Regions from separate parts of the Mus musculus genome. Here all the other regions are linked to region 3. Evidence: chromatin contacts called from public Micro-C, capture Hi-C and promoter capture Hi-C data. All regions are on one chromosome and are shown on one strand. The core of a region is the stretch at or near the end of the contact, and the rest is flanking DNA. Distances in the headings are between cores, read along the strand shown.

Region 1 (2,963 bases), core at 21-2,520, 220 kb after region 3:
AGTATAGTTATCAGAGGCCACCAGAGAGAGAGAGAGCCTTGACTCTGCACACAGAGGGGCTTTGATCCACAGAGCAGCTTTGATAGTCGTGAGGGGAACTTTTCCAAATGGTTGAGGTCTCCAGGCTGTCAAAGGCTTACTGGGGCCAACTCCTAATGACCTAATTTCATTTTGTCTCCTACCTCAATCCCATGAATCACTGATGGCAGGCAGCTCATTGGTTCCCTGAGAGCAGCGGCACCCAGAAATCAAACTGGCTGTGCTCTTTGTCTCTGTCTCTCTGTCTCTCTATCTCACTGTCTCTCTCTCTCTCTCTCTCTCTCTCTCTCTCTCTCTCTCTGTCTCTCTCTGATAATATCTCCTTGGCAAAGATTTAAATGTCACTCTAAGTATGAAACAAATAGCATCCCAGAGCCAACTGATCTTTTGTCAAACAATTCTAAGGACTTTCTCCCAAGCTCACCATTGTTGCACTCAGGTCTCACTGGGAATCAGTAACAAATCAGAAGGTAAAGTTTTCCATTCCCCCCCCCCCCCCACTCCAGGTATTCAGAGAGCCTGGAACCCTGCTGTTTTACAGTCTGAGTGAGGGACAGAGAAGCCATGGTGAGTAGTCTAGGGCCAGAGCTTCTGTAGTCCTGTGAGCCAGAGCACATCCTCACAGTGACATTGTCACAGTGACATCCTCACAGTGACAGGCCAGGTGTCGTCATCAGAGGTGAGAAGGCTGCATGACTGTGAGCTTATCGAGAGAGTCCCTCCCTGCTCGCAAAGCGCGTCTTCCTGCTTTATTTTACCTCTTTCCTCTATCCTGTCTCTGTCTCCAGAAGACAAAATAAAAAAGCCTCAGAAAGTGGACACTTTCCCATCAACGTGTTTGTGGAGAAGTCAAACACTCCAGGGGCAGTGGGAATCATGGGAGTCATGACTGAACGTGAATGACGCCTGAGGCTGTGTGGAACTCTGGCACCGAAGTCTCTCTATCTTCTCCAGGATCTGCAGCCGAGGCAAGCCTCATCCCCACTCCCACTGTAACAGATGCAGGAATTGAAGTTTAGCAAGACTGGCTTGGTGAAGGTCAGAGTAGGAGGGGGTGTGAGATGCGCATACTGCTGTCTTGACGCCCCATCCAGGGGGCTAAAGAGGGTCAGGCAGGAGGAAGCCTGAGAGAAAGCAGACACCGTGAGAAAATGACTCATTTCATCCCGTGCCAGTCACTCACCCAAACTCTCTTCACTCATCATCGCAGCTCCCAGAAGATGCCTTAGCATGAGAGGTGACAACCACAGCTGCTTCTGGGACACCCCAAAGGACTTTATCCTCCTGGGCATTTCCGACAGGCCATGGCTGGAGCTCCCAGTCTTTGCAGTCCTCCTGGTGTTCTACATTCTGGCTATGCTGGGGAACATCTCTATCATCCTGGTATCCCAGCTGGATCCTCAGCTCCACAGCCCCATGTACATATTCCTCAGCCACTTGTCCTTCCTGGATCTCTGCTACACCACCACCACTGTCCCTCAGATGCTGTTCAACATGGGGAGCTCCCAGAAGACCATCAGTTACGGTGGCTGCACGGTGCAATACGCCATTTTCCACTGGCTGGGCTGCACCGAGTGCGTTGTCTTGGCGGCCATGGCTCTGGACCGCTACGTGGCCATCTGTGAGCCACTCCGCTATGCTATCATCATGCACCGCCCACTCTGCCAGCAGCTCGTGGCTATGGCCTGGCTCAGCGGCTTCGGCAACTCCCTTGTTCAGGTCATCCTGACAGTGCAATTGCCTTTCTGTGGCCGGCAGGTGCTGAACAACTTCTTCTGCGAGGTGCCAGCCATGATCAAGCTGTCCTGTGCTGATACTACGGCGAATGATGCCACCCTGGCTGTGCTGGTGGCCTTCTTTGTGCTGGTCCCTCTGGCCCTCATCCTCCTCTCCTACGGCTTCATTGCTCGGGCAGTGATGAGGATCCAGTCCTCCAGGGGACGGCACAAGGCCTTCGGGACTTGCTCTTCCCACCTGTTGGTGGTCTCCCTCTTCTACCTGCCCGCCATTTACATGTACCTGCAGCCGCCATCCAGTTACTCACAGGAGCAGGGCAAGTTCATCTCCCTCTTCTATTCTATAATCACCCCCACCCTTAACCCTTTCATCTACACCTTGAGGAATAAGGACGTGAAGGGAGCTCTCCGAAGACTCCTGGCAAGGACCGGAAGGCTGTGTGGAAGGTGAAAAATGTAATCCCGGAAGACCTACACCTCTGGCAGAACTCCGCAGCAAGGACTCTGGGGGGTGGGTAGGGTTGTAGCTCAGGGGTGGTACAGCACTTCCTTGGCATGTGGGAAGGACTGAGTTCAACCCCTAGGGCTGTAGGAAATTCTTGGAACAGTAGGTTCTTTGAGAGATTTGAAAGAAAACAAAAAACATCCAAAAGCATTTCACCTTCCGTGTGGTGATGAGGCTCAAAGTCCCGCATCTGAGCGTTAAGTTCCATTCTCAGAGCACAGTTCTAAGAAGCCATATATCTTCAAGAAGCGCTTAAATGACTTGATGCTCACAAGTACTCGTTACGCTGTTTAACTTCTAATTCCCTGGCTCTTCCTGTTTTCTTCCTCTTCCTGTATTTCCTCTCTCGTTTCCCATGTATCTTTTTAAACCCCTTTCTTCCATTACAGTCACTCCAGATGTGTACAAAATGAACTTGACACAGAGTCTTACCTCGTTTATAATAAACGTCTGTTCTTCGTGGATCAAAATCAATACATTTTGTATTTATTTTCCAAAATGTCATAAGAATGACATGACTGCATCCTTCTATTCATAACCATAAACAATTTTCTTTTCCCTCTGGTTTAAACTGTCCTTACAGAAAGTTTTCCCACCGTTGAGTGGGAACTTTCTGCTAGAAGGCTAGATGACTCCCTGTTAGGGTACAGGGGTACAAACAAGTACATCTCCCCTCTCAGCTT
Region 2 (3,111 bases), core at 73-2,572, 150 kb after region 3:
TCAGGTGGGCTGTGCTCACCCTAGTGGAGGGCACCAGCGGTGCCACCAACAGTGGGGAATCCCAGCACCTTTATTTATACTCTGAGCCAAGGTAGAGGGTTTATCATATACAGCTGGATAAGGAAGCAGGCTCACAGTATACACATAAACAGGAGACATGTTTAGTTAATCTTTCTGAGAAGTCTTTGTAGGGGATCAGTCTTGGGCTGCAGTCATCCCAGAGGAGGAAGTTGGTTGATCGTTTCTGAATACACTGTCTATATTCACACTCGGATCAGATGAAGGCTTTGCCAGTTCCCATGGGTCTGAGGCACTGGGGTCCTTGACATGGCTGTGTTCAGCAACACACATTCACTCAGACCTTTCTCTGCTCCCCACGCTCATCTGGCCTCTGACTCTTTGGCTTGCCTGTTTGGACATTTTCACATCATAAAGTCATATGGCATATGATCTGTGGTCTGCAGCCTTCACCCAGCCTCGTGGTTTCAAGACTCACCCTCCTGGTACCTGTGGACATACCATTTTACCATTCTTCTGTGGCCAACTTATAGGCTGTTACATGGGTACAGCACGCACATTCACACACACACACACACACACACACACACACACACACATACACATTGTTGAGAAGATAAGGTTTTACTCTGTAGCTCTGGCTACTTTGGAATTTATCATGTGGACCAGACTGGCCTCCAACTCAGAGATCTGCCTGTCTCTGTTTCCTCCTGAGTGCTGGGATTAAAGGCATGCACCACCACCACCCGACCAGATTTCATATTTTAATGTTAGCAAATACATTTTAAAATACATGTTGAAAGAAGCCAGGCATGTGGCTTATCCCTGTAACTGAGCACTCGGGATGCTGATGTTGGAGAGATGCACGGGGTAAAATCAGCCTGGGTAGGAAGATGAGATCTTGTCTGAAAAAAAAAAATAAAAATTAATAAAAAGTGGAAATAAACATCGAAAGAGACAGTGCATAGCAAGACATTAAAGGGAGATAATGAGTTGCTGTCCCACAAAAGGGAGAGATGGCCCTAGTATTAAAGAAAAAAAAAAAGAGTCCATAGTATTTTTTCCCAACTTCCTGTTCCATATAAACAGAAACATTTCCCAAGCCTTGGTCTACAAGGCTACATTCTGTGTGATGCCTTCTTGTCTATATTCCCAGAAGGCCAATGCTCAGCAAAAGTACGAGATGTTTCCTGAGAGCAAAAGGGTCTGGCCACACCCCACTTAGCCTAACCTGTATCCCCAGCCACTGTAGCCAACCACAGATGACCTGCCGCAAACACTAAAGAGGAACTTCCTCCCTCCCATGCTAACCACTGGGATGGGTGCCTGAGTCACTTCCTGCTTGAAAGATAGATAGCGTGGTGCATACCCCAAAGCTCAGAGATTAAACATGTTTGGGAGCTATGGTGTGGGCTAGCTTGTCACCTCCGTTTAGCCACTGATGGCCAGTGATTTACATTCAGTATTCTGTTCAGTCTTCCAAACAGATTCAAAAGGGGACTGAGAGTCATACCTACCTAAGGTGGAGCTCAGAGACGCAAAACACTGACCAAAGGTCCCAAGACCTGAACTTGAACATGTTCTACAACTGCTGCTACACCCTCCTGGTAAACCTGACAAAATAATCTTGGACTGTGAAGCTTTCTGTGACCCAGAGCCACCACATTTCCCTGACCTGTGAGGCTATCTGGAAGGGACCTATTGTTTCTCCTATCCCCTGTGGACTTTCCCCTGCTGTTACCTGTGACAAAGCCTTCGTTATGCCACGCTGACAGCATTTGGAGCACTGCAACTATAATACAACGTTGGCCTAGAGAAGAAGCCATTTCAGACTCCTTTGTGGGCTGCAGATGAGGAGAACGGCTGGCTCACATCATTTACTAACTGGGTCATGCCAGCCCTTGACCATGCTCCCAAAGGCCCTGCCTGGCACCGTGTCAGCCAGTCCTGTCTGTGCCTCGGGTTTATGAGGAGGTATTCCCTCCTCGATAACAATGTTCAGAAGGAGCTAAGTCGGGGCGGGTGGGCAGACCCAGAATCCCCGCCTACAAGAGTGGCATTTTCCCCTTAAGTCCTTGCAGAATGAGTCTATGTGGCTTCCCTACTATGGCTTGGGTACTTGTGGCATTGTTGAAATGCCAAGCAGGGCTGGCACCCCTGCTTCCAGTAGCCCAACAGCCACTGCCCTCTTGGCAGCCCTGAGCTATGTGCTGAGCAGGTGGCCCTTCCCACTCAATCTGAGTCCAAGAATGTTGTCATCCGGTTGCCCAGGGCCTTTATCAGTGTAGCCTTTCTTACGGTGGCTGGGACAAAGGGTGTGGGTGTCCTCAGGACTCTGGGGGATTCTGGGAATGTATCTTTGCCTCCCCAAAATTCCAGCTGTCCTAGCTGTATGGAATTCTCATCCATCTTGCTGAAGAGATTTGAGACCTGTAGTGGGGGCAGGATACAGTTCAGTTCCTAAGTGTTTTGTTAGACTTACTTAGAGTCTTCTTACCATTTCTGAGTCATGCAATGAGAAGAAAGTTCTAGATTACTACTCAGACGCCTAAGAGCTGGGTATACAGCATCAAGAGATAGAGCGGCTTGGTAAGAGGACTGTGTCCTTCAAGCCTCAACCCTTTCTGACAAAGGTACCTTGTTGGAAAGCAGACCTGTTTTTACAAAGATTCAATCAATTAATCAATAAATTTAAAAAATTTTTAAATGTATTTCTACAAGGAAACTAGTGATATTCAAATGTTGGCGATGAATTCAATTTTTAAAAAAATTGAAATTGTCTGCCAGATTCAGCACATGTGCTGACCAGATGCAGGCTGGGGATCACTACGTTATGGCCCTGGCTCTCAGCCTGACTCTACAAAAGGGTACAGCCAGCCCACATCTGAACCTAGGAACCACAGCCCCTCATCTAGTGGTGGTGCAGCCTCGGGCTGGAGGTGACAGAACATGGGTAAGCAGTTGAGGTCAGGCTTTGGCCTCCACTTGCCCAGACTTGTTAGTGAGAACTCCAAGGACTGTCTAGTTTCAGTGTAGGAACACCCACAGTGGTTAAACAAGCCAGCCGGGGAGCAGGAGGAAGGAGCTGAGATC
Region 3 (3,124 bases), core at 510-3,009:
TCCTAGCTGCCTGGAAGCAAGTATTCTGCTAGCAGCCTTCAGATGATGAACTCTCAGCTCCTCTTGCACCATGCCTGCCTGGATGCCGCTATGTTTCTGCCTGGATGATAATGGACTGAACCTCTGAACCTGTAAGCCAACCCCAATTAAATGTTGTCCTTATGAGAGTTGCCTTGGTCATCGTGTCTGTTCACAGCGATAAAACACTAAGACAGATATACTATCAATCAATCCGGTTCCATCGAGGAGATGCAACTGTGTGTACTGTGTGTCGTGTGTACCAGTGGGGCTGAGGGAGGCATCATAGGGTGCACCTGCAGGCTCAGATGGATTCAGACACTGGACAATAGAATCTAGCATGGCTTGCATTATGTATGTGCTTCACTGTTAACAGGGCTGAGCACGATGACTCAGCTTAGTCTTATAATGCCAGTTCTTGAGGGCTAAGGCTAGAAGATTGCTGTAAGTCTGAGACCATCTAAACCAGGCTATGCTACAGAATAAGACCGGTTTGTCTAATGGTGCCCAACGTCAGGAAATAGGTCAGTCTCTGCAGATGAGGAAAGTATCGGGAGCATGGGTATGAGAGGGTCTCCTTAAAACAGGAAGGGGTGTGTGTGTGTGCCCCATCGAGCTCAGCATAGGAAGCCATGCTGGCCTGGGTGGTCCTGGAGGGATGAAGAAAGTGATGTCTGTCTGTATCTTCTAAGTTTTGGGTCAGAGGTCTTCCTGTCTTCCAGCATGTGACATTCTCCTATGTTCAGTCACTGTCCTATGTTCAGTCAAAGCTTCTGATTGTCTGCTGTTTCAGCTGTAGGAACGCAACCCGAGGCAGCTCTGAATTCATCTCACAGTGAGCAAAACTTGCTGCATCATTAGGGACAAAAGACATGGTGCTGAGTGTGGACCACTGTGGACCTAAGTTCATGAGTGTGTTTCCCCTGTCTAGGGCACACTATCTAACACTGGGTGTCCTGAGCCTCTGGTTCATATAGTCTTTCCATCACTTCTTCCATTATACTTAGCCTTAGGTGTCTGGGTTACAATGCAGGTGTATCAGTTGGGGATGAGCAAAAGTACCTGCTGCCAAACCTCGTAAGCGGGGAATCTATCCCCACAGTTGCGAATTCTCAGCATTCTGATCAGTTGTGGAACTCTGATTGTCTTCATCTGTTGAAAAGGAAGTTCTTTGATGAGGGGTGAGAGCTGCACTTATCTGTGGATATAAGTTTTTAGAAAACAGAAATGATTTTGGCCTAGGAAACTGGCAGCAAATAAGTTCTTCTCCCGCAGGCCTCTGGCCTATCCATTGGCTATATTTATAGTACCGTTCATAACTCCTTCCTGTAGACCGTACAAATCCACAAACAACATGGTAATTGAAGAAAATCCCAAAGCAAATCCCATTAAAATCAGGAGACGGCATCCCACTATCCCCATTTCTTTTCAATGCGATGCAGAAACTCTAGAGCAGTCAGGTAAGGGAAGGAAATTCATGGGAAACACATAGGAAAAGAAGTCAAATGAAGGTACTCGCCTTCAATCCCAGCACTCTGCAGAAGCAGGCAGATCTCTGAGTTCAAGGCCAGCCTGGTCCACCAATGAGCGCGCTTCCCCAAGGGCTCTTTGCTAGCTTGGGAAAGCTGTGCAACCGCTAGTTTAGCTCCTGGCTGGGGGCGGGCCCCGCAAGGGGGCGTGGCACACCCGGAGTTGGGGGCGGGCTGGCACGTGTTGGGCGCGCAAGCGCTTGGTGCTACGGCTGACCTTAGAGGTGGCGGCCATGGGGCGCTCGAGTTGGCGGTTGGTGTTCGCGGCTGGTGCGGGTCTCGCGCTGGCCCTAGAGGCACTGCCGTGGCTGATGCGTTGGCTGCTGGCTGGGCGGCGGCCAAGGCGCGAGGTGCTCTTCTTCCCCTCACAGGTGACCTGCACCGAGGCTTTACTGCAGGCCCCAGGGTTGCCTCCCGGGCCCTCGGGCTGCCCGTGTAGCCTCCCCCACAGCGAGAGTTCACTGAGCCGCCTGCTGCGCGCGCTGTTGGCCGCCCGCTCCAGCTTGGAGCTCTGCCTCTTCGCCTTCTCCAGCCCGCAGCTGGGGCGTGCAGTGCAGCTGCTGCATCAGCGTGGGGTGCGCGTGCGGGTCATCACTGACTGCGACTACATGGCCCTCAACGGCTCTCAGATCGGCCTGCTGCGCAAGGCAGGTAAACCGCCGCCGAGGGTGCACACCGGCAGAGGGGTAGAGGACTTACTTGATGCCCCTACCGACTTTGTCCAGAGCAGGTAGCATTTCAGGGAGAAAGGTGGAGGCAGGCAGGCAGAGATGAGCGGGCCAAGGAGCCAAGGTTCATAGTCTGTTATATTCCGTGTCTGGGCTCCCCATGAGTAAGGTATGTGGCAATTCCCACCAGTTTCCACGCTCTGACCTTGACCTTAGAGGCGTGTGTGTTTAGACTTAATTTCTGTGATTGTTCTAGGCTGAGATGGCTGACATAAGTGAAGGCATGGAGGATAAAACTTAAGTCAGTTTAAACTCAGCCAACACTGAGAAACCCTTAGCGGCTGTGTGACCACAGCGGGAGTAGGAGTGACAGTGTTGATTAGTGAGTTTCCCACTAGACTCTGTGATCATTGGAAAGTGGACCCTACAGTGTGGCGAATACTTGCTTCTCAGCGATCACCTCTGGGCCCATAGGTATGTCTGGCCCGCCTACAGCTCAGCAGCAGGTGTGACAATATCCTCCCTTAGGCCTGTGGCCCTTGTTTGTTTTCCTTCAAGTGGTTGGCACTGGAGGAACACAAACTTTGACTGCTAGATCCCTTCATTACGCAGGAGTCAGTGCCCCCATGTCCCTCCCACACACCTGCCTAGCCTAATCGTTGTGCCCACAGTGGCTGACAGGCTAGGGGAGCCCTTGGGAGATGTCCAGGCTTTGTAGGGCTCTCGAGGCTTTTTATTTCCTCCACACGGCCTGTCTTCCCACATCCTGGGGATGGTGTAGCCTTGGAAACCAGGTCTGCTTCCAGATCCCTCATAGGGAAGGAAGAACACCGCAGCACTGACCTGTTGTGTATCACTCACGTGGGCAGCACAGAAGCACTCTGTCAGTCTGATAGCTGCCCCTGTCCC
Region 4 (2,951 bases), core at 239-2,738, 180 kb before region 3:
GGCCAGACAACCGCAGCAGCCTGTGTAGTGGGCTCTGTTGTGGGGGCACAGGCAGAGGGGAGGAAGGGAAGACTGGGAGCCAGGTGGCCAGCAGCGTGCTTCCCTGTGCTTCAGTTCCCCCATCTGTTAAATGCAGAGTGTTGCTTCTCTGTCTCCAGGGAGAGCATTATCATTTAGCACAGGGACCACCAAATCAATACACCTACGTTGCATGGGCTCCAGGCAGGATGCCCACTGCTGATCTAGAGACTGGGTTTCTGTTGAAATCCTGGATCATAGTGCAAGCATCTGGATGGGTGGGAATGACTTTAGCCCTGCCTGTGGGACACCAAGACTGCCTGGATGGGCAAGGGGCATTTGTCAGCCACTCGGTCTCTGGGCCTCTCCTAAATAAGACGAGGTCAGAGCAGAATAAACACAGCTCACCTGTGTCGTCAGTTACAAGCAGCAGACGCGTCCCGTTTCTCCTCAAGCATCACTCAGTCCTGGTTACTGATCAACCTGCCACCGGCTTCCTCCCCTAGGCAGCCTCCCTGATACTATACTTTTATTGTTCTGACCAGGCCCTGGTCTCGGAACGTGTTTGTACTTAATCTTTACAATCAAGGAACCAGTGTCATCTTTCAGAAAGGGAAACTGAACTACAGTGAAGGTTGTGCTTCCAGGCCTCCTCTGAGATCATCGGCCCCAGTCAGCCACCTCAGTGCAAAATGACGATGAATTGGCCCACGAGAGGGGAAAGTCCCGAAAGCCATAGGAGGCTGTAGGTACTCTGGCCTGTTTTGATTTTTTTTTTTTAAAGGGGCTTGTCTCGAAGTATGAAGTCAGGTACAGACTCTCCTCTACTGAGGTCCCCATCGATCAGATTCTCTCTAGTTGGGAAAGTAGAGCACAGGAAGTCCATGACAGCGCTCCCCGTCAGGGTCCCCAGCCAGCCTCCTGCCCCTCTCCAGAGTGGCCACAACCTTAGGCATCCCAGCGGGTCCGTGGGGCTCCCTGCTTCCCTCTGGTGGCTGAAGCGCAAAGCGCGGACGATAACATAGAAAACCCACAAACACCGGACACTAAGCCCAGGAGAGCACCAAGAGTCCGGGGACCTAAGGGGTTGGCCCTGGGGCAAATGTCCAGCAAATCTGTTGCTATCATCAGATAATATTTTTTGGGGAAACTAAGGCCCAAGAAAAGTGGGTGTCTGTGCACTAGTGTTAAGAGAATGGAGATCCCAGAGGTAAGTGAATCAAAGGCACAGCCAGGACCTCTGCGGCCAAAAGTGGGAAGCGCCGGATCCCACTGGCCGTAGTTTGGATTTAGTTTTCCTTTCAGCGCACGTAGGTCTGAAGAGGAGCCTCAGGCTCCAAGGCGGAGGTCGCTGCGTCTAGGAGGAGCTGGGCGCGTCCGGGGGCGGGACGTGACGCACCTTAGCTGGGAGGTGCCTGGCCGGGCTTCGGCCAACTGAATATAAGGGCGGTGTGGGGCGCGGAAAGCCTGAGCCTGCTGTCTGTACCCAAGAGCCCAGACCAGCTCGCGCAGTCCCGAAGCCAAGCTCTTCCGTCACTCCGGAGTTCTCTGCAGCCCTCTCTCTACCTTCTCTCGGCCACGCATCCGCCCCTGGGGCCCCTCTACCCAATGAAACTGGCCGCGATGATCAAGAAGATGTGCCCAAGCGACTCTGAACTGAGTATCCCGGCCAAGAACTGCTACAGGATGGTCATCCTCGGCTCATCCAAAGTGGGCAAGACGGCCATTGTGTCGCGCTTCCTCACGGGCCGTTTCGAGGATGCTTACACCCCTACCATCGAGGACTTCCACCGAAAGTTTTACTCGATCCGCGGCGAAGTCTACCAGTTGGACATACTGGACACATCCGGCAATCATCCGTTTCCCGCCATGCGGCGCCTCTCTATCCTCACAGGTGAGTGGGGAGTCGACGGGGATAGGGGGACCGGAGTCTTGAGGGGAGTGGATGGGGCTGGTGTGTTGTGCTTGGGGCTTGCCCCTTCACCTGGGGTGTCTGCAGCTCTGTGCCTGGCAGCTGTCCTCACCTTTCCCACTCGTTCCCTTATAGGAGACGTTTTCATTCTGGTGTTCAGCTTAGACAACCGCGACTCATTCGAAGAGGTGCAAAGGCTCAAACAGCAGATCCTAGACACCAAGTCCTGTCTCAAGAACAAAACCAAAGAGAATGTGGACGTGCCGCTGGTCATTTGCGGTAACAAAGGGGACCGGGACTTCTACCGGGAAGTAGAGCAGCGGGAGATTGAGCAGCTGGTGGGTGACGACCCTCAGCGTTGTGCCTACTTCGAGATCTCAGCCAAGAAGAACAGCAGCTTGGACCAGATGTTCCGTGCGCTCTTTGCCATGGCCAAGCTGCCTAGCGAGATGAGCCCCGACTTGCACCGCAAGGTATCTGTGCAGTACTGCGACGTACTGCACAAGAAGGCTCTGAGGAACAAGAAGCTTCTGCGTGCGGGCAGCGGAGGCGGGGGCGACCACGGCGATGCCTTTGGCATCTTGGCGCCCTTTGCTCGCAGACCCAGCGTGCACAGCGACCTCATGTACATTCGTGAAAAAACCAGTGTCGGCAGCCAGGCTAAGGACAAGGAGCGCTGTGTCATCAGTTAGGAGCCCCCAGGGTCAGCCACACAACCTGAGGACCTTTTTTGTTCAAAAGTCAAATCGGATTCCTGGACTAGCGGTCCGTGCCACAGGAGCGCCAATTGGCCTTCTCCTTCCCTCCCTGAGACCCAGCCCGGGGAGACCAAGCCAGTAAGGGACAGTCACCTGCTGTGAAAGGAAAGAGAACTAGCTAAGACAGGAGCTGTCACCTCCGATTCTGGGATGCCAGGACCCAGCAGAGGGGCGCTTGGCATTTTTCTCAAGAGGTTTGAGAAAAAGCGTGTGAAGTTCATCAGCCTGTGAGACTTAAAGTAACTGTCCTGCTCGCTTCAGGG

What was found. Promoter capture Hi-C pulls out the DNA fragments that hold promoters and counts their contacts. Hi-C and Micro-C count contacts between places; a contact is called where the count stands out from the background. Capture Hi-C pulls out chosen DNA fragments and counts their contacts.
Region 1: a contact with region 3 is called in a capture Hi-C map of embryonic stem cells, with 2.6 times the contacts expected there. The contact joins the promoter of Olfr222 here to the promoter of Pld6 in region 3. A contact is called at or near these places in 15 of 39 promoter capture datasets (the C10 cell line, the HPC-7 cell line, cranial neural crest and 10 more), 1 of 484 Hi-C or Micro-C datasets (bone marrow-derived macrophages) and 2 of 9 other capture datasets (adipose tissue and embryonic stem cells).
Region 2: a promoter capture Hi-C map of trophoblast stem cells shows a contact between it and region 3, with 3 times the contacts expected there. The contact joins the enhancer-like site here to the promoter of Pld6 in region 3. A contact is called at or near these places in 22 of 39 promoter capture datasets (the 3T3-L1 cell line, 3T3-L1-derived adipocytes, the C10 cell line and 14 more), 5 of 15 datasets of contacts at CTCF or cohesin (the NIH/3T3 cell line, embryonic stem cells, hippocampal excitatory neurons and 2 more), 48 of 484 Hi-C or Micro-C datasets (the AtT-20 cell line, B cells, the Ba/F3 cell line and 29 more), 12 of 115 datasets of contacts at active chromatin or transcription factors (cardiomyocytes, embryonic basal ganglia, embryonic stem cells and 6 more) and 5 of 9 other capture datasets (adipose tissue, embryonic stem cells, embryonic trunk and 2 more).
Region 4: a contact with region 3 is called in a Micro-C map of embryonic stem cells, with 1.8 times the contacts expected there. The contact joins the promoter of Rasd1 here to the promoter of Pld6 in region 3. A contact is called at or near these places in 1 of 484 Hi-C or Micro-C datasets (embryonic stem cells) and 1 of 9 other capture datasets (pancreatic islet).

Annotation. Positions count from the first base shown.
Region 1 is chr11:59,570,045-59,573,007 of GRCm38.p6, reverse strand. It overlaps Olfr222 (olfactory receptor 222), which reads left to right and starts at 1,270. Exons shown (of 1, transcript NM_001011789.1): 1 at 1,270-2,226. The coding sequence starts at 1,270. The coding sequence ends at 2,226.
Region 2 is chr11:59,635,397-59,638,507 of GRCm38.p6, reverse strand. It overlaps Gm33998 (a long non-coding RNA gene), which reads left to right. Exons shown (of 3, transcript XR_388694.3): 3 at 1,494-3,111. Among named protein-coding and RNA genes, the nearest start is that of Gm33998, 6.4 kb to the left of the region's middle. Within about 2 kb of position 1,322, at least 115 of the 459 cell types and tissues checked have an H3K27ac peak or open chromatin away from gene starts, as enhancers often do. A contact at or near this core is called in 3T3-L1-derived adipocytes, B cells, the C2C12 cell line and 15 more, where this site is marked.
Region 3 is chr11:59,786,292-59,789,415 of GRCm38.p6, reverse strand. It overlaps Pld6 (phospholipase D family, member 6), which reads left to right and starts at 1,759. Exons shown (of 2, transcript NM_001290283.1): 1 at 1,759-2,198. The coding sequence starts at 1,781.
Region 4 is chr11:59,963,481-59,966,431 of GRCm38.p6, reverse strand. It overlaps Rasd1 (RAS, dexamethasone-induced 1), which reads left to right and starts at 1,488. Exons shown (of 2, transcript NM_009026.5): 1 at 1,488-1,912; 2 at 2,066-2,951. The coding sequence starts at 1,627. The coding sequence ends at 2,622.